Linked DNA regions of Mus musculus: all the other regions are linked to region 4. The links are chromatin contacts, called in public Hi-C, HiCAR-type and HiChIP or PLAC-seq maps. All regions are on one chromosome and are shown on one strand. The core of a region is the stretch at or near the end of the contact, and the rest is flanking DNA. Distances in the headings are between cores, read along the strand shown. Region 1 has its middle 38 kb from the start of Gm34483. Region 2 has its middle 11 kb from the start of Cd44. Region 3 overlaps Cd44 (CD44 antigen). Region 4 overlaps Slc1a2 (solute carrier family 1 (glial high affinity glutamate transporter), member 2). Region 5 overlaps Gm34483 (a long non-coding RNA gene).

Evidence for each region. Hi-C and Micro-C count contacts between places; a contact is called where the count stands out from the background. HiCAR-type assays count read pairs that join an accessible place to other places. HiChIP or PLAC-seq counts read pairs in DNA pulled down with a chosen protein or histone mark.
Region 1: a contact with region 4 is called in a HiCAR-type map of Th17 cells, with 4 times the contacts expected there. The contact joins two enhancer-like sites. A contact is called at or near these places in 1 of 39 promoter capture datasets (liver), 1 of 15 datasets of contacts at CTCF or cohesin (CD8 T cells), 1 of 484 Hi-C or Micro-C datasets (liver), 5 of 115 datasets of contacts at active chromatin or transcription factors (the 230-238 cell line, CD8 T cells, Th17 cells and 2 more) and 3 of 9 other capture datasets (adipose tissue, embryonic stem cells and liver).
Region 2: a contact with region 4 is called in a Hi-C map of B cells, with 1.5 times the contacts expected there. The contact joins two enhancer-like sites. A contact is called at or near these places in 3 of 39 promoter capture datasets (the C10 cell line, macrophages and pre-B cells), 5 of 484 Hi-C or Micro-C datasets (B cells, the G1E-ER4 cell line, Th1 cells and 2 more) and 5 of 115 datasets of contacts at active chromatin or transcription factors (CD8 T cells, bone marrow-derived dendritic cells, large pre-B cells and 2 more).
Region 3: a BATF HiChIP or PLAC-seq map of CD8 T cells shows a contact between it and region 4, with 9 read pairs. The contact joins two enhancer-like sites. A contact is called at or near these places in 4 of 39 promoter capture datasets (the HPC-7 cell line, liver and pre-B cells), 9 of 484 Hi-C or Micro-C datasets (the AML12 cell line, B cells, the G1E-ER4 cell line and 4 more) and 4 of 115 datasets of contacts at active chromatin or transcription factors (CD8 T cells, bone marrow-derived macrophages, effector CD8 T cells and 1 more).
Region 5: a contact with region 4 is called in a BATF HiChIP or PLAC-seq map of CD8 T cells, with 13 read pairs. The contact joins two enhancer-like sites. A contact is called at or near these places in 14 of 39 promoter capture datasets (the 3T3-L1 cell line, 3T3-L1-derived adipocytes, the HPC-7 cell line and 9 more), 1 of 15 datasets of contacts at CTCF or cohesin (the NIH/3T3 cell line), 3 of 484 Hi-C or Micro-C datasets (Th1 cells, adipose-derived mesenchymal stem cells and liver) and 4 of 115 datasets of contacts at active chromatin or transcription factors (CD8 T cells, intestinal villus epithelium, microglia and 1 more).

Annotation. Positions count from the first base shown.
Region 1 is chr2:102,978,076-102,980,775 of GRCm38.p6, forward strand. No RefSeq gene overlaps it. Among named protein-coding and RNA genes, the nearest start is that of Gm34483, 38 kb to the left of the region's middle. Within about 2 kb of position 1,261, at least 31 of the 459 cell types and tissues checked have an H3K27ac peak or open chromatin away from gene starts, as enhancers often do. A contact at or near this core is called in CD8 T cells and Th17 cells, where this site is marked.
Region 2 is chr2:102,911,758-102,914,457 of GRCm38.p6, forward strand. No RefSeq gene overlaps it. Among named protein-coding and RNA genes, the nearest start is that of Cd44, 11 kb to the left of the region's middle. Within about 2 kb of position 1,439, at least 49 of the 459 cell types and tissues checked have an H3K27ac peak or open chromatin away from gene starts, as enhancers often do. A contact at or near this core is called in B cells and CD8 T cells, where this site is marked.
Region 3 is chr2:102,872,696-102,875,395 of GRCm38.p6, forward strand. All of the region lies in intron 1 of Cd44 (CD44 antigen), which reads right to left. Among named protein-coding and RNA genes, the nearest start is that of Gm23731, 24 kb to the right of the region's middle. Within about 2 kb of position 1,371, at least 91 of the 459 cell types and tissues checked have an H3K27ac peak or open chromatin away from gene starts, as enhancers often do. A contact at or near this core is called in CD8 T cells, where this site is marked.
Region 4 is chr2:102,737,792-102,740,491 of GRCm38.p6, forward strand. Slc1a2 (solute carrier family 1 (glial high affinity glutamate transporter), member 2) reads left to right here. Exons shown (of 11, transcript NM_001077514.4): 3 at 1-138; 4 at 1,898-2,148. Among named protein-coding and RNA genes, the nearest start is that of Gm13872, 7.6 kb to the right of the region's middle. Within about 2 kb of position 1,265, at least 28 of the 459 cell types and tissues checked have an H3K27ac peak or open chromatin away from gene starts, as enhancers often do. A contact at or near this core is called in B cells, CD8 T cells and Th17 cells, where this site is marked.
Region 5 is chr2:102,947,372-102,950,077 of GRCm38.p6, forward strand. All of the region lies in intron 2 of Gm34483 (a long non-coding RNA gene), which reads left to right. Among named protein-coding and RNA genes, the nearest start is that of Gm34483, 7.7 kb to the left of the region's middle. Within about 2 kb of position 1,305, at least 124 of the 459 cell types and tissues checked have an H3K27ac peak or open chromatin away from gene starts, as enhancers often do. A contact at or near this core is called in CD8 T cells, where this site is marked.

The DNA.
Region 1 (2,700 bases), core at 11-2,510, 240 kb after region 4:
TTACTGTATGAAAACAAGAAAACAACATCATCTAATTTAGTCCTCTTAAATTGAAAGCTCCTTGCCGGTGAGATGGCTCAGTGAGTAAGAGCCCTGACTGCTCTTCCAAAGGTCCTGAGTTCAAATCCCAGCAACCACATGGTGGCTTACAATCGCCCATAAAGAGATCACATGGTGGCTTACAATCGCCCATAAAGAGATCTGACACCCTCTTCTGGTGGGTCTGAAGACAGCTACAGTGTATTTATTTATAATAATAAATAAATCTTTGGGCCAGAGCGAGCAGGGCTGACCAGAGTGAGGGGGGTTGATCAGAGCAAGCAGAGGTCCTAAATTCAATACCCAACAACCAATGAAGACTTACAACCATCTGTACAGCTACAGTGTACTCACATACATAAAATAAAAAAATAAATCTTTTAAAAAATACTCCTTCCCTGTGTGTATTTTATACTAGTGAATACTGTTTAAAGATACACTATTCAAATTGCTAAAACACTATGCAAATTGTGTTATATATTTTTAAATGGCACATAAATTATTCAATGTGTTTAGACACATTATGTATGCAGTCTGTAGGCAATATTGGATATATATATATGTGTGTGTGTGAATGTGTGTATATATGTGCACATATATGCACATATGTATACACAGACATACATATATCTTATATATCTATGTATACACATACACATATATATGTGTGTATATATATATATATATATATGTATATGTATATATAGAGAGAGTGAGAGAGAGAGAAAGAGAGATTCTAATATGTGTGTGTGTTTATGTACGGAGAGGGAGGGAGGGAGAGAGAGATATCAGTATACCAGTAACTCTCAGCTATCTCAAAGCCTATTCATAACCACCAGCTAGGAAGAGTGAACTTAAGAAATCTAAATAAATAAATAAATAAATCCTATAGTTAGAATTCATTTCCTTCCCTTTACTTCCAATCTTCTGTTTTCTGGGAAGTAAATGCTATAACAAAATGAGGAGTACAAAGAATACTGAGATAGAGAAAGATCTGTGAGAAAACAGATAGAGGATTGGAGGCAGAGTAGGTGTTCAATCATGATATAATCTATTAGCCTAACTGGCTTGTTTATTGGAGCTAATTCTTCATCAAACATAAGTGAGCAAGTCTTTGCTCCAGGGTCCTACTCACTCATGGGCTGGGGCCTTTCCAGTAGGGTTCCTTGTGGTCAAGAGCTGGTAACAAAGGAGGTTCCCTGATTACCTCATAACAGCTACTCTGAGGACAGTTATTGGAGGAAGGCCTGAATAATGTCTCCATTTGCCACACCCAGCATTTCCTCCTGAAACCATAGGCCATTTGGTCCATCAAGGATAGGAAGACAACATTGTACTCTATAAATGACAGTGGGAAGCTTCCTTGGGAAATAGGCTATCACTGGTCCAGAGAGAAGATGGTAATCAGATGGGAACATAATTGTACTGGCTGATGGGCTGATGGGCAAGGGGCTCCCAGGCTATGGGACTGTGTTCAGTTTGAGCAGAATGTCCTGCTAAGAGCACATCTGAAATAAGATCAGAGAAGCGCTTGCTGCAGGAGTCTGGCTACAATCTGTGATCTATACTATGTAGTCTTGAGTGTTGATGACTCACTGCAGGGTGCAGAGGGCAAATTGTTCAGAGAAGAGTGAAGTAGTAGAGGGCATGGAGCTCTGTGGGCTATCCCAAGTCACACCTGAGCTGCTGGAGCCCCTTCTCTTAGCCTAGAAAATGAGAATATGTTAACACAAGGCACATATAAGAGGCTGGGATGGGTCAAGTTAGTGAGAGCTGTCTGAGGAATCTAATCTAAGAACGAGGCCATATCCTATTTTCTGACTTCAAACACTGAGTCAGTACTCTCCAAAGATGTGCTGGGAAGCCAGCACAGTGGTTTCCAGACAGAGGAGAGAACAAATGAAAGGAAACACAGAGGGCCAGTGCAGCCCTACCTCTGCACCCAGCCCTACCCTGCACCCAATCTACCCCTGCACCCAGCCCTACCCCTGCAACCCAAACTTACCCCTGTACCCAGCCCTACCCCTGCACCCAGCCCTACCCTGCACCCAACCTTACCCCTGCACCCAGCCCTACCCCTGCAACCCAAACTTACCCCTGTACCCAGCCCTACCCCTGCACCCAGCCCTACCCTGCACCCAACCTTACCCCTGTACCCAGCCCTACCCCTGCATCCAGCCTTTCTTGTTTGCCTTCTACATCTGAAGTTTATATAAAACGACACCAAAGAAAGGCTCTTTGGTGAGAACAGATGAACAGGTAAACACAGTTCATATCTGGATGTGACTAAGAACCTCACAAGAGTTTATGCATCTAGGAAAGCAACTCAATATAGAGACAGATAGATGAGAGGATTATTTTGATATTTTAATTAATTTTATTCTTTGTCAAAAGGTCACTCCACCTCTGGTGGATTCTCATAGCCTTTCTTGTGATAGCAAGGAGTTCAGTAAATGAAGGAATTATTTCCCATCTTGTACATTATGAATCCATGTCAGCACATTTTTTCAGCTCCAGAGCCTCTAAGATGCTGATATCCCTATCCTCACCTATTTCTTCCTCTGAAGTAGGGATGGGTCATGGGGATACAGTGAATGGGTCATAGTCAATTACAAACCTGGGAAGAGAGATGATAAAGGCCTTTCTCTAAACACATGGGTT
Region 2 (2,700 bases), core at 189-2,688, 170 kb after region 4:
GGAGGGGGAGGAGGAAGAGGAAGAGGAAGAAGAGGAAGAAGTGAAAGAAGAGGAAAAGGAAGAGGAAGAGATAATAGATCTTAGCACTGTAGGTCAGAAAGGTGCTTTAGCACTCGGGCACTGGATCCAGATCCTGATGGCCAAATAGTTTGACTAGTCATCCTTTATCTCCCTCTTTCTTTTCCCCCTTCCTCCTTTCCTGGCCTAAGTCCATCCTCATGCAGTAACTCCTAACTGTCTCTTAAGACTCATTATTCTCAACATGTCAACTAACTCCAAACATCACTTACTTAGTGACCTTGGCTGTTTACTCTCTGCATTCAAGCTTAAGTTCCATATGTAAGGCTTTTTATGCCCATTGTGAGAGTCAAAGTGCACAATGTAACAATGTGTGTATTCTAGCTACTACAACAGGGTACAAAAAATAGTGGGTATTTCTGATGCATTCTTTCTCCAAATTTGATCTTTTTGTGACTTCCTAGGTACTTCCCTGCCCCACCTCTCATCTCACTTCCAGGTGGATTTCTCTTTTGTGCAGTGGATCTAATTTTGGTATTAATGAAGTCTGATCCAAAAATTTACAATGGCTTTAGCAAGTGGGTATTTTAGGTTGGGCTCACCTTATGCTCGTCACCACGTCTGAATTATTTTGAAATGCTTCGCAAACATCCCATCTTTTAATCTGTAAATATTTCAGGATGGGTCTCTATGAGATACAGGCTACATGTGCCTGTTTGGGGGGGGGGGGGGGCTTGAAACTCGCCCTTTCTTCTGCACCTTAGTTCTTGTTGCACAGCTTGCTACCTCATCAGTCCGGGTTTGTCCCTTTCTCTTCCCCCACCCACAGAGTGTCAGCTCCTGGTGGCCTCACTTAGGCCCCAGATGTGTCTCTACTCTCACTACACACAATCTGGTGACTGGGTGAGTGGCTCTGGTGCAGGTTCAGGACAGCCCCTTCACACCACTCCCTTGGGGAAAATAAGCAAGCTTCTCTTGGTCCTTGCTGATCAGGAAGACATAATGACAGGGTTAAGACAAAATTCTGGTAATGCCTTGAATTCTGGGACAGGTTACACTATGAGTGGTTTTGGGCCCCAAGAAATACGGAACATGGAATTCATTATTGATGTTATCAACCAGACACCCAGAGAAGAGCTCTCACAGGATATCTCAATTAATTCTGTGCTGGAGGATGGCTAGTGCCACTTAAAGAATCAGAGGATCAGAAAAAATTTACTCAATTGTCCATACATATGTAGACAGAAAGGTATAGAATGTGATCTCAGCTGAAAGCCTCAGTCACGACACTGTGATGCTAGCCCCTATGGATGGAGGACAGGAGAAGACAAAGTAGCTGTGACACCTTCTTTATCATCTGAGAACTTTTCCCCTTCTCACACCTTGATGTTTGCTTCTCTTCCTGTACTTTACTCAATTGTACTTCACTTCCTCTAGAGAGCTGTTTGTGGTGTGTGTCTATGCCTCTTCTTTATCCTGTCTCATGCATGTCTCTGCCTGCACCTCGGGGATGCTGACAATAGCCCAGTCAAGCTACAGAAACCCTTCTGGAAACTCCAGGAACTAAGTGATCCAGAGTCAGGGTCAAGATTTCCCTTCCTTTGATGCTATGGGAACCTGTACTCAGGGCTACACTATCTGATTCAAGTTGAAACGTGAGCTGGTCCAAGAGAGGAAAGTGGAGGAGAGATGAGGAGAAGGTGGCTAGAGTTCAGACTTCTTGAAAATCAGGCTAACATCTGCAAGTCTGACGAGGCTGAGCTGTGTCCAAATCCTAACAATCCTCCCTCACATACACAGTTACCCTTCTGCTACCACTGAGCTAACTGGTATACACACAGGTATGCATGCATGCAGACGCACACACACATAAACATACATGCACATATATGCATACACATGCCATTTGCAGTCATACAGCTGGTTGCTAGAGAAAATAGAATAAAATTCAAACCATTTGGCCAGTGCTTCATTGACCAGATTTCAAAATAATTGCCAAAATGATTGAGCATATAATCTGCCATAGCATTTTACCAACTAGCTCTTCAACCTTTAAAAGTCACTCTATGAAAGAGATAGTACTCTTTTTGTTGAAGCTGAGGGACGAGACGCGTGAACGGTAAGACAGCTGCCATGTCATACAGTTGGTAAGTGGCAGAGGTAGGGGCTCACACTGTAGTGGGCATGGTCCAAAAACATTCATTCTTTCCCAGAGGCCATAATTAATGTATGCCAAGCCCACAGGATCTGTGTCATTTGTCTCATCCCTGAAATATTAAATTTCTGTTTGGGAGACCAAGTCAACATTTTGCATGTGTTGTTGAGAATGAACCGTTAAGTACATAGATGCCTGGGAACTGACAGAGCAGCAAGGCTGCTGGGATTATTTATGTGCGTTATCTGTGTGCTGCTGCAGTGGGAGATGCTCCATTCCCGAGCAACTGGGAAGTGGGGATTCAAGGAGCTTGTTCACGAGAGCAAGCTCAGGGTCTGACAGTCCTGAGTGCTTGCTGTAGTCCTGCAGTTCCTCCAGTGGAGGATTTTGAACAAGTAGCTCCGCCTACTTAAGCTTCAGTTCCCTTATCTGTGACACCAGGCTGATTCGATTCCAGCCCACCTTTCTGAGCTCTTTCCAGTAGACCAAGTCAGGATCTGGCTCATTGTCTAGTGTAGCTTCAGTGC
Region 3 (2,700 bases), core at 121-2,620, 140 kb after region 4:
TGCACATGTGGGTTTTACTTTCACAGTGTTTGGCATTTAAATCCAAGGCTCTTTTACTGCCCTCTGACTTGCAGAGCTTACATCTTACACAGAAGATGACACAATTCATGAGCCTAGCTCTGCTGATTCTGATTAGAAGCAAGTAGGGAACGTGCCATTTTTCTTTAAAAAAAAACAACAAAAAACAAAAACATATTGGTAATTAGATCATCCATGATTAAAGGTAGGACAATAAAGGGCCTTAAACAAATTAGCTGTGAGAAACAAGAAAATAAAATTGAGAGCTTGGTCCCCTAGACCATTATGAAGAAAGCACAATCTCAGGGGACTTTAATTGCAGCATCCTGACTCCTGGTACAATGCTTCTAACAAAGTATATTTTATAAGATGTTTGAGCATGCTGTTCCCAATAAATCTACAACTCATGGCCAGGGAGCATCATTCCGAAGTACATCATGGGCAAGTCACTCTTTTTCCACTTGTGCGATGTCTTTGCAGCTCAGAAGTTTCCATCTGGGAACCATTCAAGCTGTATAGCCCCTGCTTCCACCAAACCTGCCAGTACAGAAGAAGGCTGGCAGCTTTCCCATTGCCCCTACACCACTTGTGCCATCGTCTGACTCCCATGTGACGGGTGCCTAATGAAAGAGTATATTGTTCAGCATCTACTTTTGAATGAGGCCAAAATCATTCTTGGTGCTAGATAGCCTTTGGCTGCCCACTGCAGACCATGAGTAACTAGTGACTCAGTCTCTCCCGGAATCATCCCCAAGGCGGGTGAAGTTTTAATGAGCAGAGAAGACAGTCATGCACAATCATATGGAGGGAATTTCCTTCAGAATTTGTCATGGGGTGCTTTTAGTTGAGCTATTCATCTCTTGGCACTCAAAGGGGAAAGGCACCCCAATATCTGGGGGCCTGGCTGGACACCCTGACCTCTCAGTCTCTAGTTTAAGGAACAAGGAGTCCATCATGAGCCAACAGGACTCTATGAAAGAGCAACCCCCTTAGAAGCTGTCACCCGGGCCATTCTGCCAAGTCCTCCAAATAGCCAACCCATTGCATAGTCTAGAGATGCCTTGAGTTGTTTTTAGAACGTGAGAAGAAGCCTTCTTCCTGCCTTTTGCTTCTGTGTTGGGTACATGGGCAGTAAGACCCTGCTGAAGATTTCCCCCCTTCTTCTGGATCTATCAAGGTGCTTGCTTGCCCCTAGTTTTATCTCACTAAATAGGAGTTCTGTAAGTCCAAGTCCTCCATGGGGAACAAGCCTCCAGGAAGACAGATGAAACAAGAAACCACAGTGTGTACCCTTGTGTGTTGCCATGGCAACCAGGAAATCCACTGGCCTTAACACCTTTGGTTTTTTGTTTTGTTTTGTTTTTTTTCCACTTTTGGATCTTATTGATTTAGCAGATTGACTAGCACAAACTCAGGATGTGGTTAAGTGGACTGACAAAGCAGCAGAAGGCCACATACGGTTTTTCCCGCTGCAGTTCGGAGAGGCAAGAACGACAGCTCCACTTTGTCTTGCAGTTATTTTTTTTTCTGGGCAGCTGTAATTACTTTGACATCATCTAATTAGAGTACACCTTCTGCACAAGTCTAGAGGCAGCACTTTGAAAGACTGGCAGATCAAGAGAGGGACCTCGTGAGAGACAAAGCAGAATAAGAAGCGGTTACTTGTTATTATCTGCACTTGAGAAGCGATCAGTGAGTCCTGGCATGCTGGTGAGCCAGTCTCCATCTAGAAGGAGGATGCACGGGTCACACCCAAATCCTATTCACTATAAGCTACGTGACCTTGAACTACTTGCAGTAGGATCTGTGACACATCTAGCCTTTCTCTCTCCTTCAGTAAAATGAGAATATGCTCAAAAGGCTTTGTATGGTTTTTTTTTTTTTATGGAAATAGCCTTATGCAATCACACACATGTCACCTGGAAAATCATTTTTAAGAGAATAGAAATCATAATACTAACTAAATAGTATAATCACTAGTCATGGGTAATCTCAAATCTAAATAAAACTAATTGATAGCATCAAAGCTAGGACATCTTCAGGACTTGTGAGATAAAAGGGCTCAGAGTATGGGTTTGCATACCTGAGGCACATTCAAATATCAGAAAGGGCCATAAAATTCCCACAGGAATAAAGACATGTGTTGGTGTCACTCTCTGTAGAACAGAATGCATCGTGTACTTTAGACCTGGATCACCTTGTTAATAGGACTTTATCTCATGAGATACGCAACACAAGCATACCAAAACAGTCCTTTGAAGCCTTAAGGGTCGGTACTATGCACCCACTTTACAGATGGAGAATTTAAGGAACAAGAGATGCAGGGAGAGTTTGATGAACATAGATGTTGCCTCAGATCTTCTGAGTCTACCTAGATCTTCTTGGGTTGATGCCAGGATAAGGAGGGGCAACAGCAGCATTTATAGAGCAGAGTAGTGCTCTATCTTTCTTTTGCTACCATGATGCACTGGAAAGATTCAGGATGGCTAAGACCAGTAAGTATCGTTATCTGAGGTGGAGCCAGAATGAGGGCTTTGAGATAGACCTAGAGCCTGAATCCACCTTGTTTAGTCTCACCTCAGTACCTAGCCTACCCCTCCAGTTACCCTGGCCCTCTCAAACTCCCCTATGGGAATATCTAAACCAGTCTGGAAAACTCTGAGGTAGAGGCCAGTCATTACA
Region 4 (2,700 bases), core at 15-2,514:
CAGTGTGTGGCGGGCTGCTTCGCTTGGCATCGCCCATCCACCCTGATGTGGTCATGTTGATAGCCTTCCCGGGGGACATACTCATGAGGATGCTGAAGATGCTCATCCTCCCTCTTATCATCTCCAGTTTAATCACAGGTGAGAGCTCCTTCCCAGTGCCTGCCCACCTATGGCGAAGCCCAGTGCTGGCTTCCGGGGATCAAAGTAGACTTTCTTTATGGCTGAGTCAGTGGACTCCACTCTATATCATTGCATCTCTGATGGCTTTCCTGTCTCTGAAATAGGAATCATTGATCCTAAAAAGAAAGACAATAGATCTGTCACTCACTTTACCTTTCCTTCTAACAGTCAAGGATTCAAAGGAACAGCCATGTATTGAAAGTGATACTATCTTGCTATTTCATTTTTAATATTCTCAGCATATTGGAAGATGATAGAGATTGTAAATGAAAAAATACACTGCTTTTATTATTTACTTGGGCATTTAGGAAGATATGAATTGAAAAGAGATTAAATGCTAGACATGAAAGCTGAAGGTGTTTTAATAGAAAGATATACTTAATATGTGATAACATTCTTTCTTATATTTTTTGGCTAAAATAATTCATTGATTTGATTTTTTTTCCTATGTTTGAACTCATGCTAATAATTTTTTTCATATAAGACAATGTTATTGGAACAGGGCATGATGTATTGCTTAGTGTCCAGTTTGGAGTTGATAGTGGGGGGCTCCAAGCTGGTCATAGCTAGTTGCCAATGAGTTTGGTGGCCTTCAGAGCTATCCTCTGCACTGATAGACTTGGAGGTTCAGTGACTCCAGCTGACTCCCACACTGGGCCAATTGTCCCATCCTTACACCAGAAACACTAGCTTTCAGGTTTAAGTGTTCAGGAACCTGAATTTCTTATCATTAAGCTTTGGGGTTGAATGGATCCGTGCTTCTCTCCAGACCAGAGAAGATGTTTTCAGGCCTATTCAATATATTATATGCAAGCCAGCCTGGTAGAAAGACCCGGCTTCCTTTGCCCAGATTTAGCCTTTGGGTTCTAGAGAGAAATTGGTCATACATGGGTCACATTAATTCAGAGAAATCCACACCAACATCCTCCCTAGCATGAAAAAAAGGACAGATCCCCAGAAATGGGTTCTATCTCTCCATTTAGTAAAGGTAGGAACTGAAACCAGGAAGTAGGCACACTGAAGAAACAGCTGGAGAAAAAGCCCCAGCGGAGGCTGAGGTCTGTATGACTTGACTTGGAGTTTCCTCTGACTGCCCTCAGTACAGATGCTGCACATAGTGCTGGCAGCTGCTTCTCATATGTGCTCTCCAATAGCCACATGAGGTTAGACATGAGAACCACCATGCTTCAACACAGGGGTGTGGGAGGATCATGCTGGGTCTCCATTTCAGTCTCTTGTAGTATATTCTAAAGACATTTGACCATGACCTTGATGTCCCAGCTTTTGATTCTCCTAAATGAGGACAATGAATAGTAATAATAACATATGATCGAAATGCTATCCTTGGCTTAACCATTGCTTCAGAGAAGACCATTGAAGGTCATGAAAATGGAAAAGACATCATTATCTTAGACTTAAAAATGGAAAACTCTTCAATATTATTTTCACATATATACTAGTGATTGACATTTAGGTTGAAATCAGCGATATGTAAACTATGAGTCACCGACTCCCCAGGTTCTCAAGAATCTCAAAAATAACCCCAGAAAATAGAAATGTAAAGTGTGGAATTTGGTCACATATTTAGTCAGAGGAGTGCTAGTTAACCACTAATAGATCTGAATGATAGGAAGCCAGGGGGGTTGTAGATGTGTAGAGATGGGGACATGAATAGAAAAGAACAGAACTGATCTTTGTGGATTTCTTTTAAACCCAGGGTTGTCAGGCCTGGATGCTAAAGCCAGCGGCCGCCTAGGCACGAGAGCTATGGTGTATTACATGTCCACGACCATCATTGCCGCCGTGCTGGGGGTCATCCTGGTGTTGGCCATCCACCCAGGCAATCCCAAACTCAAGAAGCAGCTAGGGCCCGGGAAGAAGAACGACGAGGTGTCTAGCCTGGATGCCTTCCTGGATCTCATTAGAAATCTCTTCCCGGAGAACCTGGTGCAAGCCTGTTTCCAGCAGGTAACCCAAATCCCCGGGGTTATCCCTGTCCAATCTCTCACCTCATCCGTGATGATTCAGAGACCGTTTCAACTCTGATAGCAGTTTTCTAAACGTGCTCTGATCTCTGTCAGGCTTGAGTGTTTCGTGATATGCTCTGGAGTATTCTAAGGCTAGAATCAGATCACCTCATTTCTGGAATATTTGTTGCCTATAACCTTAATATCATTCTGAGATTCACCTTTTCCTTTCTTCTTTTTGCTCCTGTCTCTCAGTTGCACACAGACACTCTTTTACCGGTCTTGTTCACAACCCTCTAAATTGCCCAGTGCTTCTCAACACTATTCTAAAGCTCTGTGTCGCCCTGAAAGGAAAAAGTGCCTGACGTAATCTGTCCTACAAATTGAGAATCTGTAACTCATCCTCAAGATAAGACAGGGGAGTGAGTGTAATTTTTTAGTTGTGAAAACATCACACATCTATGATCCTAGCAGTGGGAAGGCAGACAGGAGAATTCCTGGAACAGTGAAGCTAAGTCTACAAGTTCTAAATTCACTGGGAGATGCTGTCCAA
Region 5 (2,706 bases), core at 55-2,554, 210 kb after region 4:
ATCAATATCTTTCTATACTTCCACAGTTCCCTCTCCAGAGAAAGCTTGACCCCGAGGAGCGAGGAAGGCAAAGCCTGACATTTGAAGGCTTGATTCTTCCTCTAATTCACTTATCATTCTCATTCCTTCCAGGGAAAGAAGGAATAGATTTGTCATAAACCCTTCTTATTACTCTCTCCTCAAGATATCCCTTCCCTTTACAGAATATAACCTGATGTGGTCAGTTCCTTGGGAGCCATATTGGTGTGCCCATTATGTCTTCAAGCCTACTTCAATACGGGCATGCTAGCCTGGTTCCTCTGCTACTTGCAGGCTCTAGTTTTTCACTGTACCCTGCATGACAGAAAGACTAAGAGGTCTCTAATCTCAGACTTCACCCTTGACTCAATAGCCTTCCAAAGACCTGCCTCCTAATATGATTAACCTTGAAAGGTAAATTTCAACAAGAGAACCCAGTGGCAACAGACATCTAGTCACTGCATTGGGGTATAACTTAGAACATACAGGGGAAAGGAAATGGAGTTGATCAATTAGAACTTCGGATCACAGCGATCTTACAAAGTTGTGGCCAGCCCAGTGGGGGAATTCCAGAAAAAAGACTGCTCACTCACTCAAGAAATTTATGATTTAAAGAAATGCCTATGCTCTGGCATGTTCAGCCGTTGTCTAGTGGGTGTCTGGGAGACACAGATGCGCTCAGCTTTGAAACCAGAGATATGCTCCATGCCAAGGCTGGAGGCTGTAAGCTGGTCACAGTCCATACAGCTACAAGTTAACTTTTTCAGAGACATCAAACAGCCTCTAAGGCTGTTGTGGAGGCCTCTGAAGCCCAATGGATTGGGAGACCTGATTTTGTGGGTTTTAATAGGTTTAAATATGCCCTATATTCTTAAAGTCATTGCTAAAGATAACCTTAGCCCACATCCTCTGAACATTGGGTGAGGAGTATCCTCTGCAACCACAGCATAGTAACTGACCCAGATTTTACTTGAATATTACTCAAGACCAAGCTGACAGAAGAGAGTGTGGGGATAAATGCTTCAAACCCATGAACATGGTCTTCACAGGGTCTTGTACATTTTTGTTTAAGAAGCTTTATAACCCAGCCGCCACCCTTCCCCCCCCCCCAATTTCAGTTTTAATTCTTTGTTTGGAACCAACAAGTACCCAGCCGTTTAGTCTAAGCCTAGGTTTAACCAAGAAGGAGTTCTATTTGCTGCCAAGGAAAGTCAGTGGTTTGCTGATCGCACACTAACGTCAGTATCAGTGATGGTGATAGACGGCTGCAAATCTCTAGCAAAGAAACCTCCAGTGAGTCAGAGGCCAATCATCCAACTGCCTGCTCACCAGGTTTCCTTCCTGTGAGTCACTTTAAGAAGCTCAACTTCTTCTTTCTGCTTTCAGCCTTTCCTTGCCTCAATCAGTGGCAGTTCATGCCATATTATAATTCTGGGAGGTGTCAATAGGTAATAACTGGCTCTCTGTAGGACAGCTCTGAGAATGGAAATAGGAGACAAAAGATAAAATTAGGTGAAGCAAGATGAGATAACTCAGTTGGCAAACTGCTAACCCCATAAACAGGAGGGCCTGAGGTAAATGCCCAAAATCGACACAAAAAAGGTTGGCCATGGGGTCACACTTGTAATCTAAGCACTGAGAAGGTGGAGAGAGGTAAGTCCCTGAGGCTTGTAGGCCAGCCACCCTAACCTGTTTGGTGAACTCCAGGCCAATAAGACATCCTGCCTCAAAACACAAGGAGAAGACTACTGAGAAACAGCCCCTAAGGCTGATCTCTGGCCTCCCCGAGCATGGGTACATACACGCATGTGCAACCACATCCACATTTGCACACCTGCACAAACACATACTTGCAGGTATACAAACACATCGGGTAGGTGAGGAATGTGTTGTGCAGAGAGAAAGAACAAAAAGTCCCAGCAGTCTAGAAATTTCTTGCATCCTCAGAAGTTAAAACATTGTTGATTTATTCATAATCTCCTTGGGAATACTGCAGAGAGACAAAAGGCAGAGCTTCCATTGGGATTTGAACTTCACTTAACAAATAATTTTTTGGATAATAACGTTCAATGAAACATTTCAAGTGTTTTTTTTCCCTTTGTTTATCTAAAGCTTAACTTTTACTAGGTGTTTTATATTTTTTATTTGTTCAATCTGGTAACATTTCCCTACCTGGGAAATATTTTAATCACATTGTCTCATGGGGTGATAAGTGACTACATCAAATAGGAATTGGAGTGTATATGCCTATGTGCCTCTGATTTTACAGAAAGATGTGAGTCATTTGAGCATACTAACTCACTCTCTTGGTAGAGAACCTGGGTATCTCTGAGCTCTGGAAACTGACCACTGGCTCAAGCTCACCAGAAAATCATTGAAATTGGACTTGCCGTCATTGCCTTAGACTCTGCATGACAAGATGAGTGTGACTCTCACTAACATATGGAGTCTTCATCTTACTTTGATCCATGAGATGTTTTTCCATTCCATACAACTATTCTTCTGTTTGGGTCTCAAACTATACCTGGAACTCTGTAATTCAGCTGTGGTATTGGCACTCTAGCTGGATCTTCGATTCCTCTCCTTGCCTCTAAGTTCATGCTCTGGATGTGTCTCTAATACAAACACCTGAAACTGCAACGCTGACCCCCTAATTACCCTCTTCCAGGATGGTGATATCCAAACATT